Regions from separate parts of the Mus musculus genome. Here region 1 is linked to region 2. Evidence: chromatin contacts called from public HiChIP or PLAC-seq data. All regions are on one chromosome and are shown on one strand. The core of a region is the stretch at or near the end of the contact, and the rest is flanking DNA. Distances in the headings are between cores, read along the strand shown.

The links. HiChIP or PLAC-seq counts read pairs in DNA pulled down with a chosen protein or histone mark.
Region 1: an H3K27ac HiChIP or PLAC-seq map of microglia shows a contact between it and region 2, with 4 times the contacts expected there. The contact joins the promoter of Tpra1 here to the enhancer-like site in region 2. A contact is called at or near these places in 4 of 115 datasets of contacts at active chromatin or transcription factors (the SCID.adh cell line, embryonic stem cells, microglia and 1 more) and 3 of 9 other capture datasets (adipose tissue, liver and pancreatic islet).

What each region holds. Positions count from the first base shown.
Region 1 is chr6:88,900,653-88,907,379 of GRCm38.p6, forward strand. Tpra1 (transmembrane protein, adipocyte asscociated 1) reads left to right here and starts at 1,599. Exons shown (of 12, transcript NM_011906.2): 1 at 1,599-1,878; 2 at 5,297-5,426.
Region 2 is chr6:88,807,857-88,814,028 of GRCm38.p6, forward strand. It overlaps Mgll (monoglyceride lipase), which reads left to right. Exons shown (of 8, transcript NM_011844.4): 4 at 155-291; 5 at 1,480-1,590. Among named protein-coding and RNA genes, the nearest start is that of Abtb1, 31 kb to the right of the region's middle. Within about 2 kb of position 1,990, at least 23 of the 459 cell types and tissues checked have an H3K27ac peak or open chromatin away from gene starts, as enhancers often do. A contact at or near this core is called in the SCID.adh cell line, adipose tissue and microglia, where this site is marked.

The sequences.
Region 1 (6,727 bases), core at 349-2,848, 92 kb after region 2:
CTGTTACTGTTCTTCTGAGACATAGCCCTGGCTAGCCTCAAACTTGAGACGATAGTTCTTTATTTTTATTTTTATTTATTTATTTATTTATTTATTTATTTCAGAGACAGGGTTTCTCTGTGTAGCCCTGGCTGTCCTGGAACTCACTCTGTAGACCAGGCTGGCCTCGAACTCAGAAATTCGCCTGCCTCTGCCTCCCAAGTGCTGGGATTAAAGGTGTGTGAGACAATATTTCTGTCTCAGCCTCAAGAGCACTGGGATTACAAACATATCATCCCACCACACCCCGTTTGCTTAGTCCCTAGGCCCTTGTGATTGACAGTGGGGTTTGGGGACAGGTGCTGGAGAAAAGGCTTAGTGGTTATGAGCATGGTTAGAAGCCCTGAGTTCAATTCCTGTGGCCTTTTTGACACCTGGAGGTCAAGGAGGGCCTAGGACATGTATTTTGCTATTATTCCTAAACAGGGCACTGTATTCTCTTGGCAGGAAGTTGGGAGCTCTTGATGGTTTTCAGGGTGGCTGTTACAGACCTTGTAGGCGCAGGCAGGCACAGCCAGCTTCTGTGACTAAGACCAAAATGGACAAATGGGACTAACCTGGAAGTCTCAGGGATGCTAAGTCTCGGACCAATCACAAAGAGGCCCAGAGTCATTCCAGCCCCTGTGTGACCAGGACGGGGCAGTCCTGGGATCCTATAATAAACAGGTGCCTACATCTTTAACCAGCACTGAGGCACCTCTAAGGTGTTGCTGAGACACACTGCCCCCCCCCCCAATGCCTGAGGAAGGGGTAGGCAAGTCAATACCTACTCTTGAGGGAGAGCCCAGGAAGCTCTCTGTGAAGAGAGAATGTGAGAAGACAGGCCCGAGGTTGCATGCAGAGAAGCCCAAGGGCAGCCACAAGTTTGAAAATACATGGCCTATAGGGCAGATCCTGTGGCCGGCCAAAGGTGCACAGGTAAGCAGATGACCTGAGATGAGGCCTCCAAGTTGCCCTGGGGGTGTCCCACAGGGAGGGAAGGCGACAGACAGGAAAGACTGTCCCTCTGGAAGGCACCTGCTTAAGCAAGAGATCTGGTCTGGCCACTTCCTAGCTGGATGGCTTTGGACTTATTCCCTTAACCCCTTCAGGTTTCTTCTGCAAAACGCCACTAATAGCACCCAGCCTTCAGGGTGACTGAGACCAGGACTGGAGCCCTGTAAACGCCAGATCCCTTTGAAGTGGGCAAGCACAGGGCGTCCGAGGAAGGGATGCCCTTCCTTCCCTCCTTCCTAGTCCAGGTGACCAGAGGTCAGTATTTATGGGGCGCCGGTCCCTTAGGCGCCATCCTCAAAGACATAGGGCGACCCGGTCGGAGGACTGGAGCTGTCCGCAGAAAGATGCGGGGCAAAGGCACAGCGTGCTCAGTACGCTTCCCGAAACGCTTTAGGGGTAAGCTGTGCAGAAAAAAAATTCTCCCCTTTGAAGTTTCCGTCACCCACACTTTGCTTTGCTTCGACTGCAGTCCCTTTAAGAGCTCCGCGGGCCGCCTCGCCCATCTGAGGAATTTTATTGGTCTGTTCCACTCCTGTGGGTGGAATCCCGTTACGATAGGCTGCTGGAGGCCGAGGGGGCGGGGATGAGTGCCACAAACAGGGGTTGTGACTGTTTTCACAGTTTTGCTTAGACGAAAAACACTAGCCAAGGCGCCTGAGAGTCGCCGCTGCCAGGGGAGGACCGGGGAAGTCCGCGGGTCCCGTGAGTCCTGCGCGCTGGCGGCGTCCGGCCACCTCTGACCGATCCACGTAGCATCTCAGCTGCGGTTCTTGCGCGACGCTCCCCGGTTCTCGCTACCTCGCAGGGGTCGGAGTCCCGCGGCCTGCGCAGCCCTGCTCTCAGGTAAGCGCGGCCGAGTCCTCATCTCCTGCTCCGCCAAGCTAGCGAGGAGGCCCTGCCCCTGCTCCTTCTTCGGGTTCGGGCCTACCGTCTCCTTCTGTCCCCGTGCCACTTGGGGTACAGCCGCAAGACAACCTTTGAGAAGTTTCTGGGGACCCTAGCGGTCAGGACCGGATCCTGGATGGAGCTGGACACCCGCCGCTCCGGGTGCAGCCAGAGCTCAGCGGCAGCCGGAAAGACCAGCCCATGCTCTGCCTCTGCCTTCCTGGCCTTGCGGAAGGAAGGGCAACTCCACTTAGCTCCGTAGCGAGGAGGGGGTGGTGGGGTCTGGGGTCCAGACACCCCCAATCCTTGTCCAGCCTGGTTGCATTGTGCTGGAAATGTGTGCGCGTCATAGCATTTTTTTGAGATCTTACCTGTTCTAGAGGGTTGGGTCACAAGACCTAGGACAGACAAGACACACAAGCATGTAAATACACCTGCTGCCGATGGAGTCCCAGTTCTATAAACAGCACACCAAAGAACTGGGTGGTGGTGGAGGAATCGGGAGGTGGAGGCAGGGGGGAAATCAGAAGTTCAAGACCTGCCTTGGCTTTTTGCAGAGTTGGAGGCTAGCCTGGGCCCAATGAGACCCTATCTTTAAAAACAATCATTGAAAGAACAACAGCCAGGTGGGCTAGATAAAGTCCACTTAGAGGGGGAGGTAATGAGTCAAATGATGGGATCAAGCTGCGGGTAAGCAAACACAAAGGCCCCTGAGGTAGGGGAGATATAAGTTGGTGGCTAAAGAAGGGCAAGAAGGATTGTCAGGAGGCAGAGGGCAGGTCACCTGGACCATCCCTTCTTCCTGTTGTCCACAGTGGCCTCTTAGGACACAATCTCTCCTCTATCACTGAGGCTGACAGATTCAGAGAGGCATGGAACTTAGCCTCTATCCTCTGGGGATTTCCTATGCTGCTCTGCAGCTAGATTTAGAGGCTTAGCAGCCTAGGAGGGAAGGGAGAGAACTTTGGGGGGCTGCTTGCACTGCTACCTTCTACTGGGTAGGAATCCCATAAAAGAACTCAGAAGGTTTGGGCAATCCCATTGCACAGATGGGAAAGACAAGCTCTCTCAACCTCTCCCAGGGCAGGGAGAGAAGGCCCTTGGGGAGGTGTCTGGGGTGTCCGAACAGGTCCCACCTAGGCCCAACAAGCTAGCCACAGAGGGTAGGAGGAAGGCGAGGCTTGAGTCGTGGGCAGGAGCCTGGCCTCTGGAGAATGCGCTGAGGTCAGAGCTGCCCTTTCAGGTTCACGGGTGGAAGAAACCTTACCTCAGTTCCCCCGGTCTCCAGAGGCCTGGGCTCCTCCATGATGCTCTGTTGCTCCTTCAAGATGTCATAGCTCTTCTTTGTCCCAGTCTGCCCCCTCTCCTTCCTCTTTTCCCTGGTGGGCCAGCTCCTTTCACTTCTCTATCATTGCATGTGCCCAAGGCCAGAAGATCTGGGGGAGAAGCCCTGGGCCCTAGGATAGAGGGTGGGGTCTGTGGATCCCCTGGGCCATGCCTGCTCCTCCTTTGATTGGGGTCCTGATGGTGCTTGTCCAGTGTACCTAGGAAGGAAGCACAGGGCATGGAGGCTGTGCACTGGAAGAGTGTCTAATGTGTTTGTTACCATTACTTCAGTTATTTCAGTAGCACAGTCATGGCAGTGCAGTGAACTTGACCTCCTCCCAGCCCCAGTACTGCTGGAGTAGGGGTATTTCAGGTTGGGAGTTTGTCCACTTGCTCAGGTAGAAAGGAGTACCTTGAGCTATTGCTAGGTGTAGAAGTGGCTATGATGTTGGGCTCTGGAGGGGACAGCTGAACTATGGGTCGCCACATCTGTGAACATTGTGACTCCTAGGGATGGGTTCCCAATCCTACAGGGAAGTGTCACAGGTGGCAGCTCACACCTCACCCTGTGTTCATTCCTTCAACCTGTTGCCTGTGTTCTCGTTCTCTCTCTCATGTATGTGAGTGTTCTGTCTGCATGTTCACCTGCATGTCCGAAGAGAGCATCAGATCTTATAACAGATGGTTGTGAGACACTTGTGGTTTCTGGGAATTGAACTCAGGACCTCTGGAAAGGCAGCCAGTGCTCTTAACCGCTGAGCCATCATCTCTCCAGCCCTTTGGTAGACATTTTCACAGCTCGCCTTTTTTGACTGTCATAGAATCTTGCTGTGATTGTCCCTGTGACTCTCAGAAGGGAAGTGACTCACTCATCAAAGGTCACAGCAAGCAGGAGGCAGGGCCAGGAATGCCATCCTAGCCTGGCTTGCCAATTCCATAACCTACAGGAGATGGGAACCAGGCCTGGGGACACAAGCCTGTTGCCACCCTAGCTATTAGGAAGCTGGGACAGGAGAATCACAGGTTCAAGGCTGGGCAACATGGGCAGCCTAGGGAGACCCTGTCTCAAAAGTGATGACGCAAGTCTCACTGCTCATTGTCCAGTGCTTGCCTAGCATAGATCCAGTGTCCAGCAATGCAAGACAAGTAAACATCTGATCTATTTGGAAAATTGAGAAGTCAGACTCAAACACCCTGGTAGTGAAGGGGACCTGGCCGTCTCATGACTGGGAAGGATGGGTGTCGTATGTGGCAGAGTCCGGGGTTACTAGGAGTCCAGTGTTTCTCTCTGCATCCACCTTGTGACTTTGCTCTTTGTGAGCTTTCTCTCCAAGGCCCCAGCCCAGAGTCACACTTGGCCTGCTGACCTCAGCAGGGTGCTGGGACTTTCTGGTTGGCTGGATTTGAAAATGCTCGCATTTCCTGACATTTGTGCTGTATGGAGCTAATCCCATCTAAGTCTGTGGACAGAGCCGAAGTTCGGAGTGCCCCCGGGGAAAGTGTGCCCATTGGCTGCCTGGCCCTATCCCACCTTCTCCATCCTGCTGCTGTCTCTCCTTCCTGTCTCACCTAGACCTGTCCATTCTCTGCAGTGGCCTAAGGGACCCCACCCACAGTGGCTTGGGGTCTTTGGAAAGAGCCTTTTCAGTACCGAGAATGAAATCATGTTATAGGTGTGCCACCCCATCTGACCCAGTCTTACCAACTGTTTTCTCTTTCCAGCCGCCCTGGCCTAGTCTTTTTTGTCTTTGGCCAAGTCTGTTTCTACCTCAGAACTTTTGTATTTGCCATTCTCTCTGAGGAATGTTCTTTATCCAGAGTTTTCCAAGGCTGACTCCCCAGTCATGCGTCCTCTTGACAGAACACCAACCCAAATCAACCTTCCTATGTTCCCTGGAATTCAGCCTTAACTGGGACACAAGGCCATGGTAACTAGATAGAGGACTGCACTGTTTCGTTTGGCTGTGGAAGCAGCCTTGGGCATTCATGGAGAGACCTACTTCTATCTCATGGTCTAACATGGCTGCTCTTGTTCCTATCGGCACATCAGTATTCCGGCTGACAGGAAGGAAGAAGGGCACGACCTGAAGCTGGCGAGTTGCACTCTGTTGGTGTCCTTGTGGCCAGTCCCTCCTTCAGGGGAAGCTGGAGAAAGCAGACTGAAATCCCGGGTTCTGCTGGTAAGACGTGTGGGTCCTGGAGACTTGTCTGCGCTCTGTTCCCGTCATAGTGAACCACTCCACTGTCTTCTCAGCCCTTATCCCTAGCAGAACTTTGCTTTTTAAGTACAAAGGTTTGTGTTTCCCCACTCCCACCCCCATCCTTGGGAGGGAGCCGGCAAGAGGGTAGGCCTTGCTTGCCCTGTCCCACCCACACCTGAGCAGCCCAGTGAGTTGCTGGTTATACCAACCACATGGTCAGATCCGCTGGGCAAGCAGAGGGTGCGTGGGTGGAGGATGGTTGCTCCCTTCACCTTTGCCGATCGTCAGGACTGGGAAAAAGTGGAAATGCCCTACTAGGAACCAGGGACATACTTCCCTCCTTGCCCCTCCCCATCAGAAAGTTGGAGGTGTAACAAATCAGAGAAGGCTGAGGACAGGGTCTTGGCTGCCTGCTCAGAGGTTTCCTGTCCCTTTCAGCAGAGACAGCACTAGAGTGTAATGACCCTGCCAAATCCAGGATGTCCCCGAGTGCCCCCCAAGCCCTGCCTTTTCCTGCTACTGCTTAGAGTTAGTGGACCACAATGCTCCTTTTGAGTTACCGCTGACACTGAACAGGGGGCACCAAGCTCTTTGCCACTCCTGCCACAGACAGGTAGGTCCCTAAGCCACGACCTTTTCCTCTGAAAAGATTTAAGTGTTCCTGGCAGTATACAAGCTCGTGCACCCACGTCTGGAGAAAGGAGTGTCTGGGACGAAGTGTGCCACCGGGTCTACAGAGTCAATCCCGGCCTGGTTCTGTAGTGGTCACGTGTATGGCTCTGTTGAGTCTGGATCCACCCACATCCCATTTGGGAGGCCCATTCATTTTGCCGCAGTTCAGGCTCCTTCTTTCTACTGCCATCTTGTGGTCAACGGCTGACACTGCTTCACCCGTGCACTACCTTTGCCCAGCTGCTGGCTGTTTTGGATAGAGGCGATTACCTTCTGATCACTGATCAGAATACAGTTACCTATGAGTCCCGAGGCTCAGCTTGTCCTGCAGGAGGCCCCACTACCATCCCTACACAGTCCTCTCACCAAGGTTCCTCGTCTAGGGTTTTCTGGCCACCATTAGTCTTCTCCCTCCAAGACATTTCTGGGACCCCAGATCATGAGCTCTCTCATCCTCTAGGCTGAATGTCAGACTTTCCTCCCCAAATTGCCACAAAGACACTGGCCTCTGGGCTACTCTGGCCTCCAGCTTCTCTGGGGAGCCTGACCTTCTCAGATGACCTCTTTGGCCCTCTTTGTGCCTAGAGACCTCTGTGTGCTTCAGGTGT
Region 2 (6,172 bases), core at 740-3,239:
GTGTTGGCTGGGGCTCCTAGCTGTGCACCATGAGGCAAGTTGCTTGAGCTCTCTCTGCTTGGAGTGTCTGCCATTCAGGAGTAACGGTTGGACGGGGTTAAATGTGATGCATATGTGGCCTGGGGTGACACTAAAACTCTTTTCCCATTTCCAGTTGGCCATGGGCAGAGTGAGGGAGAGAGGATGGTGGTGTCGGACTTCCAAGTTTTTGTCAGAGATGTGCTGCAACACGTGGACACCATCCAGAAGGACTACCCCGACGTCCCCATCTTCCTCCTGGGCCACTCCATGGTAAGCAGGCCACAGAGAAAAGTTCAAAGCAAGCCTGGTCCCCAGGAGGCCACCTGACTTCCTGGCCCTCCACCCTCTGCCCTCCTCCCTCTGCCCTCCACCCTCCTCCCTCTGCCCTCCTCCCTCTGCCCTCTTCCCCCCCCCACCTCACCCCTGTCTAGTAGAATGTCCTTTACACATACACACACACACACACACACACACACACACACACACACACACACACACACCTGTCTTTGGAGCTCCCACCACGTAGGGGTTGAACTAGGCCCTTAAGCTCAGGGCTGGAGGAATGGCCGTGAGTGGGCAGAATTTCAGGAACCATCAGCAGTTTGAGACCCTTTCCCTTTGAGATCTCTGAGAATCAAGAGCCAACCACATTTAACTTCAGACGACCCCTCCCCTAGCAGCCAGTAGGCCATTCCTTCCAGCAGGAAAGCTAGCAGAGGTCTGAGAACTGCTTAGGCCCACGACTGCTCTGCAGGGCACCTCCACACGGCCTGGCTCTGCCTTTACATCTCTGGCCCCTATAAGCCTTGGAGATTGCAAGCCTTGTTGTCACATTTCCTCTGTGCTTCAAACAGACAAGACTGCCTCTGCCTCCTCCTGCTTCATCCACATTCAGTGGACTCTCCCTAAAGAAAGGAAACAACCCTTATAAAGCTTGTCAGAATGGATGAATTGTGGGGCTACTGGCTTTGGCTTGAGACTAGAATGTGATGTGTTGCTACATTTGTGTCCCACAAGCAGGAAACTTCTTTGTATCTGTTTGAAATGTTTGCCCTTAGAAAATGCAGAGAAGAGAAATAAAACCTTACTGATCCTGGCTCTGTCCTCTCCTCTCAGCACACAGGAGGCCGAGGCAAGAGGATTGCCGTGAAACTCTAGCTATCCTGGACTATAGAATGATACTCTATCTCAAAAGAAAAAAAAATGTTTTTAAAGGGAAGGGAGAAGAGAGAAGGCTAGAGAAAGAAAGGAGAGGGAGAAGGGAGGGAGTAGAGGGAAAGAAGGAGAAGGGGGAAGGGAAGGGAAGAGAGAAGGAGAAATAGGAAGGAGAAGATGTGATCTGCCAAGGGGATGGAGGTCTGCCAGGGGATGGAGGGCCCTTGACCAGAGTGGAACAGGCAAGGGTTTGGGTCATGCTGGTTAGAAACTGGTCTCACTTCTGTTTATTTTACCTCGCAGGGCGGTGCCATCTCCATCCTAGTGGCTGCAGAGAGGCCAACCTACTTTTCTGGCATGGTCCTGATTTCACCTCTGGTCCTTGCCAATCCGGAATCTGCATCGACTTTGAAGGTAAGAGGGTGCTGCGGTCTGTACGGACCACGGAGCTTCCCAGGACAGGATACATTCCTTTGCAGCTGGAGTCTGTGTCAAAGGGTCCAGGGCCGTCCCTGAACTTTAGACGCCCTTGTGTAAAGGCTTGACGTCAGACAGTCACTGGGGCTCTAAATTGTGAACTCAGGTGTTTCTTTTCCCAAAACACAAAGGAAGAAGGCCTTCCTGTTTGTGCATGTTGAACTGGCCAGACAGAGTCAGGGAGAGGAAAAGGTGACAGGCGTGCTCTCGCTGGCAAAGCCACACTTGCTGACAAGTCCCACGCATGAGCTGCTGTCGCAGAATGTGTGCCCGCCTCAGCACACATTCTGCGACACACACTCAGCGAACCCGGAGTGGAGCTGCAGCTGAGGAATCCTGTTCCCAGCAGCTCCGTCCCGCCCCTGAGCTCTTCCAGCCTCGACTGACAGACAGATGCAGCGCCTTGCATTATGGGTAATGATGTGCTGTGTGGTCAGGGTCTGCTCTGGTTGTCAGAGCTTTGGCTCCCTTTGACAGGATGAGCTAGGCAACGAGACAACCCAGAACTGTATCTGCCCCCACCCCAAGAAAGAAGCCAAAGCCAGTACTCCTGAGAGACTATGGGCGTGCCCTCAGTGTAGATCTGTCCTCAGGAGGCAAGAGAACCCCAGAGGGAGTGGAGCACCAATCCTGTGTGCCACAAGGAGTGTCCCTCTGGTAGGGGACACTCTGGAGACCTGTGGCCGGTGCATCAAGGAGTCCACAACTGTGTCAGGAGTTGCCACGTAGGAGCTGGGTTCACCCACACAGTCCCAGGCAAGACTGGTGTGCTGGGGTTGGGATCACTGAGCTTTGGGAAGAGGGAATCTGGCCAAGATTAGCCCTAGAGTGATGGATGTCTTCCCTGTAGAGAAAATTCACAGAGCCTTTTAGATAGAGTGCATCATAGCAGCTGGGCCCAGAGGCAAGCAGCAAGGTTTCCTCCTAGGGTCCCATGGGGCTCCCTCTAGGACCAGCAGTGGCCACACTTCTGAGCCAGTGACCTTCCAGGCCTGGTACTAATAGATCACCTTGTCAAATCAGGAGCAGAGGTCTCTAGGGGGACACAGGTCTCATCTGATTAACGAAGACAAATTAGATTTCCCTGGGTCTGGCCAGGGCCAGCCCCACCCCACGTCTGTTGCTGCCCCCCAGGCCTCAGCCTGTGTCGTCTTTGATGGGCACAAAGTGTGACTGCTTGGTTCACCTGCCCAGGGCAAGTGGCTGCTCTGCTCGTGTGGCCTAGTCTTCAGACAGGCTCCCCGAGAGAGGATCACCACGCCTTTCTTTTCTTTCCAGCGTAATTTTAAATATTGGAGAATAATTCATAGAGTTCAAATGTCAGAAGATAGAAAAGGGCATGAAGAGATGCCTGCCGGAGGGAGCCGGCCGGTCAGCAGCCATGCTGTCAGAGATGGCTTACGGGATACAGTTGGCGTGCACAAAGCACCGTGTGTTCTTTCTGCAGATGGGGACTTGTTCCACGTAGACTAGGGGGATAATATTACATGTCCCTTTACTTAATCTGCTTGTTCTTTGAGGGGTTTGGTTTTATTTTGTCGTTTTGTTGTTGAATGCCTTGGTGGTCTTTCCCCACCGGACTCGCGTATCCCACCGAGTACAGACCCTGGCTTAGAACTCCCGAAAGAGCAAGCAACCTTGAGCTCATTTCCAGTTGCCTACTCGTGTGAGCCTCACAGGTGGACTGAGTGCTTGCTGCCTTTTCCCTTCCTGTGCTCTGGCTGGGAAATGAAGTGGAGGCGGTGTGCACAGGAGGGGACTCTGAAGGAGGGATGGGAGGAGTGAAAGAGAACCCCCCCCTCCTCCATGATGTCCTGTGAATGGTCCCAGAGCCACATGGATCCCTGAGCTCAGCTAATGGGGCTGGCATGCCCCATTAGTGGTGGGCACATGATTGTGGGGACCCACACAGTGGAAGCCAACCCCAGAAGAGAAATCCTGGTGTGACCAGACAGCATCCTCCAGCCAGTACCCAAGCCTCAGCTGGTCCCCAGGTAGTGCGTCAGTCTTCGTGTGCATATGGGTGTGTGAAGGTGACCACTTCACCCCTGGGGTGGGAGGATGCCCAGGCACCATAAACTCAGCACCATCTGCTTTTTACACTGAGGCTCTGTTCAGACAAGCTGGGATATATTTAGCCCCGGGAAGAGACTGAGGACAAAGACAGCAGTGCCCAGCACTCTCTGCTGAGGAAGTGGTTTCACGGGGGCGGGGGGGGGGCGGGGGGGGGGGACGGCAACAGCAGAAATTTAGAGACCAAAATTGCAGAGAACCAGTCTCAGCTGCTCACCAGCCCAGGCTGCCTCTCTTGAACAATCTCTCTGTGTCATCTGGCATCCCTTCTTTTTCTAGGAACCTTAAGGAAGGCAAAACTTCCCGGCCAGGCTGGGCTGGGACCGCCAAGGTTGTCTTCAGTGGGAACTATCTCCCTATGAGGTCCCTGGGGGTGGGGGTGGGGGTGGGGGTGGGTATCTAGCTCCCTATGAGGTCTCTGGGGCTACTGAGCAGGACTTCAGGGTGTTCCATTCCCAGTTCTTGGGAGCCTCTAGCTGAAGTATGGGGAGGGGCTAGCTCCAGGAGACCTGTCTCACAGAGAGCACTGTTTGCTCCCGTGCCACCTGCAAGAACAGGAAATGACTCCCAATTAGAAGACCAGGAAATGAGGCCATTGTTTTTCTCAAGGTCGGTTTGATTACTGCCTGGGCCACTGAGCCCCTTTCACCCTAAAGCATGTCCCCAGGTCAGCTTCCTGTGGGCCAGAGCCTACTTCCCATCTGAACACCCCAGTGTCAGTGGACTCCAGTGGGCTGGAAGGGATATGGAACGGGGTGCTGCAGATGAGAGTGCCCTGCACGGGCCAGTGGGTCAGCCGCCATAAGCTACAGGTGTGACTCCTTCAGACCCACAGGCACCTGTTTTCTGAGAGTTGGGGTTCAGATTTCCAGAATCTGAACTTGAAAAGCAAGCTCAGAGCCATCGGAGCGTGCTCCGAGCCACTGGAAAGGCACAAAACATTCTATTGCTCAACTGGGCAGGATGCATTCCTGCCCAGAACAATTTAAAGTTACCCTAGAGAGCCTTGCCAGGTCACAGCTGTAGCCATCCCGTGGCCTCCGTGCAGGCCAGCTTTTGGGAGCCACGTTAGAACGAAGGGGCAGTAACTACCTCTCACAGCAAGTTCTTCTGGCTGAAGCTTAAAAATGATCAGAGGAGCTATTAAGACCTTTCAGATCAATAAAGGCATTTATGCACGTCTCTACTATTTACAGTGATGGGTACTGCAGTTGATTCAGAACTGTCCTCAGGCTGTGACAGAGACTCAGGGCAGACATACGGACGGACAGACACACACACCTTCTCCAGGCCTTGCTCATGAGGAGAGCAGCCACAGTTGGGGGAGAAGTACGTTTATAGGGCTACATTACAGATCGCAAAGCTTCAGTCACAGATCCAGTCATGGGAGTATATACCTGCCACCCCAATTCTCCAAAAGTGAAGAGCGGGTGGTAAGTTGAAGGTTAGCCTGGGCTACCCTGTGAGTTCCTGTCTCAAAAACCATCAGAAAAGTTGCAAGCCACACACTTCTCCACTAGGGGTGCTGTTTGCTTTTCATTCAGTTAACCAGCAAGGACCAAGCCACAAGTTCTGCAGGGGAAACACCAGGAATCTTAGAGGAAGCTTGATTGTCCCCATTTGTAAGCAAATAAAATAAAGAAAACAGGTTACCATGTGATGCAGGTATTACCACTTGTGGGAACTTAGACAGAGATGTCTGCACACCCAGGTTCACCGCTATAGGTGTCAGTGGCCAGGATCCAGAACCAGCCAAGTTGCCATCAGCAGGTGACTGGATCAAGGAAATACAGTGTGCTCACACAATGGAGTCTTTCTTACTCAGGCACAAAGAACAAAATTATGTCACTCGCAAGAAAATGAGTGGCACTGGAAATCATTGTGTGAAATGAAGTAAACGCAGAAAGACAAATGCCACACTTCCTCTCATATGTGAAAAAAGCACACATGTATATGCAGAGGCGCACGGTGTGAAAGTAGAAAGGGCACTTTTGAGAAAAGGAATAGGCTGAGCAAGAAAAAGGAATGGGGAGCAGGAGCGAAGAGTGGGGGTAAACACAGGCAAACTACGCGGCAAACTTGAAAGAAATGTCTGTAGAAGCCAGCACGTTTGTAAAATGACCACATGCAAATATATACTAATGAAGGTTGTTATAACGAGACTTTCGCAGGGATTCAGACCCAGAGTTAACACCCAGTTGTGATCCAGTTGGGTCTGACTTGCCTGCTGGGAAAGGTGGGCAGCTCGTAGTCTCCCTCTTCCTGAGCTGCGCCCACGCTGTCTCCACACCCTGCAGGACAAATTGCACATCACGAAGACCTCTCTTGAGAAGGCTGCCGAAGTGTCAGTGACTTGGATCCCGTATGCTTTCCACCTGTGGGTGAGCACGGCCCCACCCTCTGTCTCCTGGGAGAATCAGGGGTGCGTGCTGACACACTGTAGCGG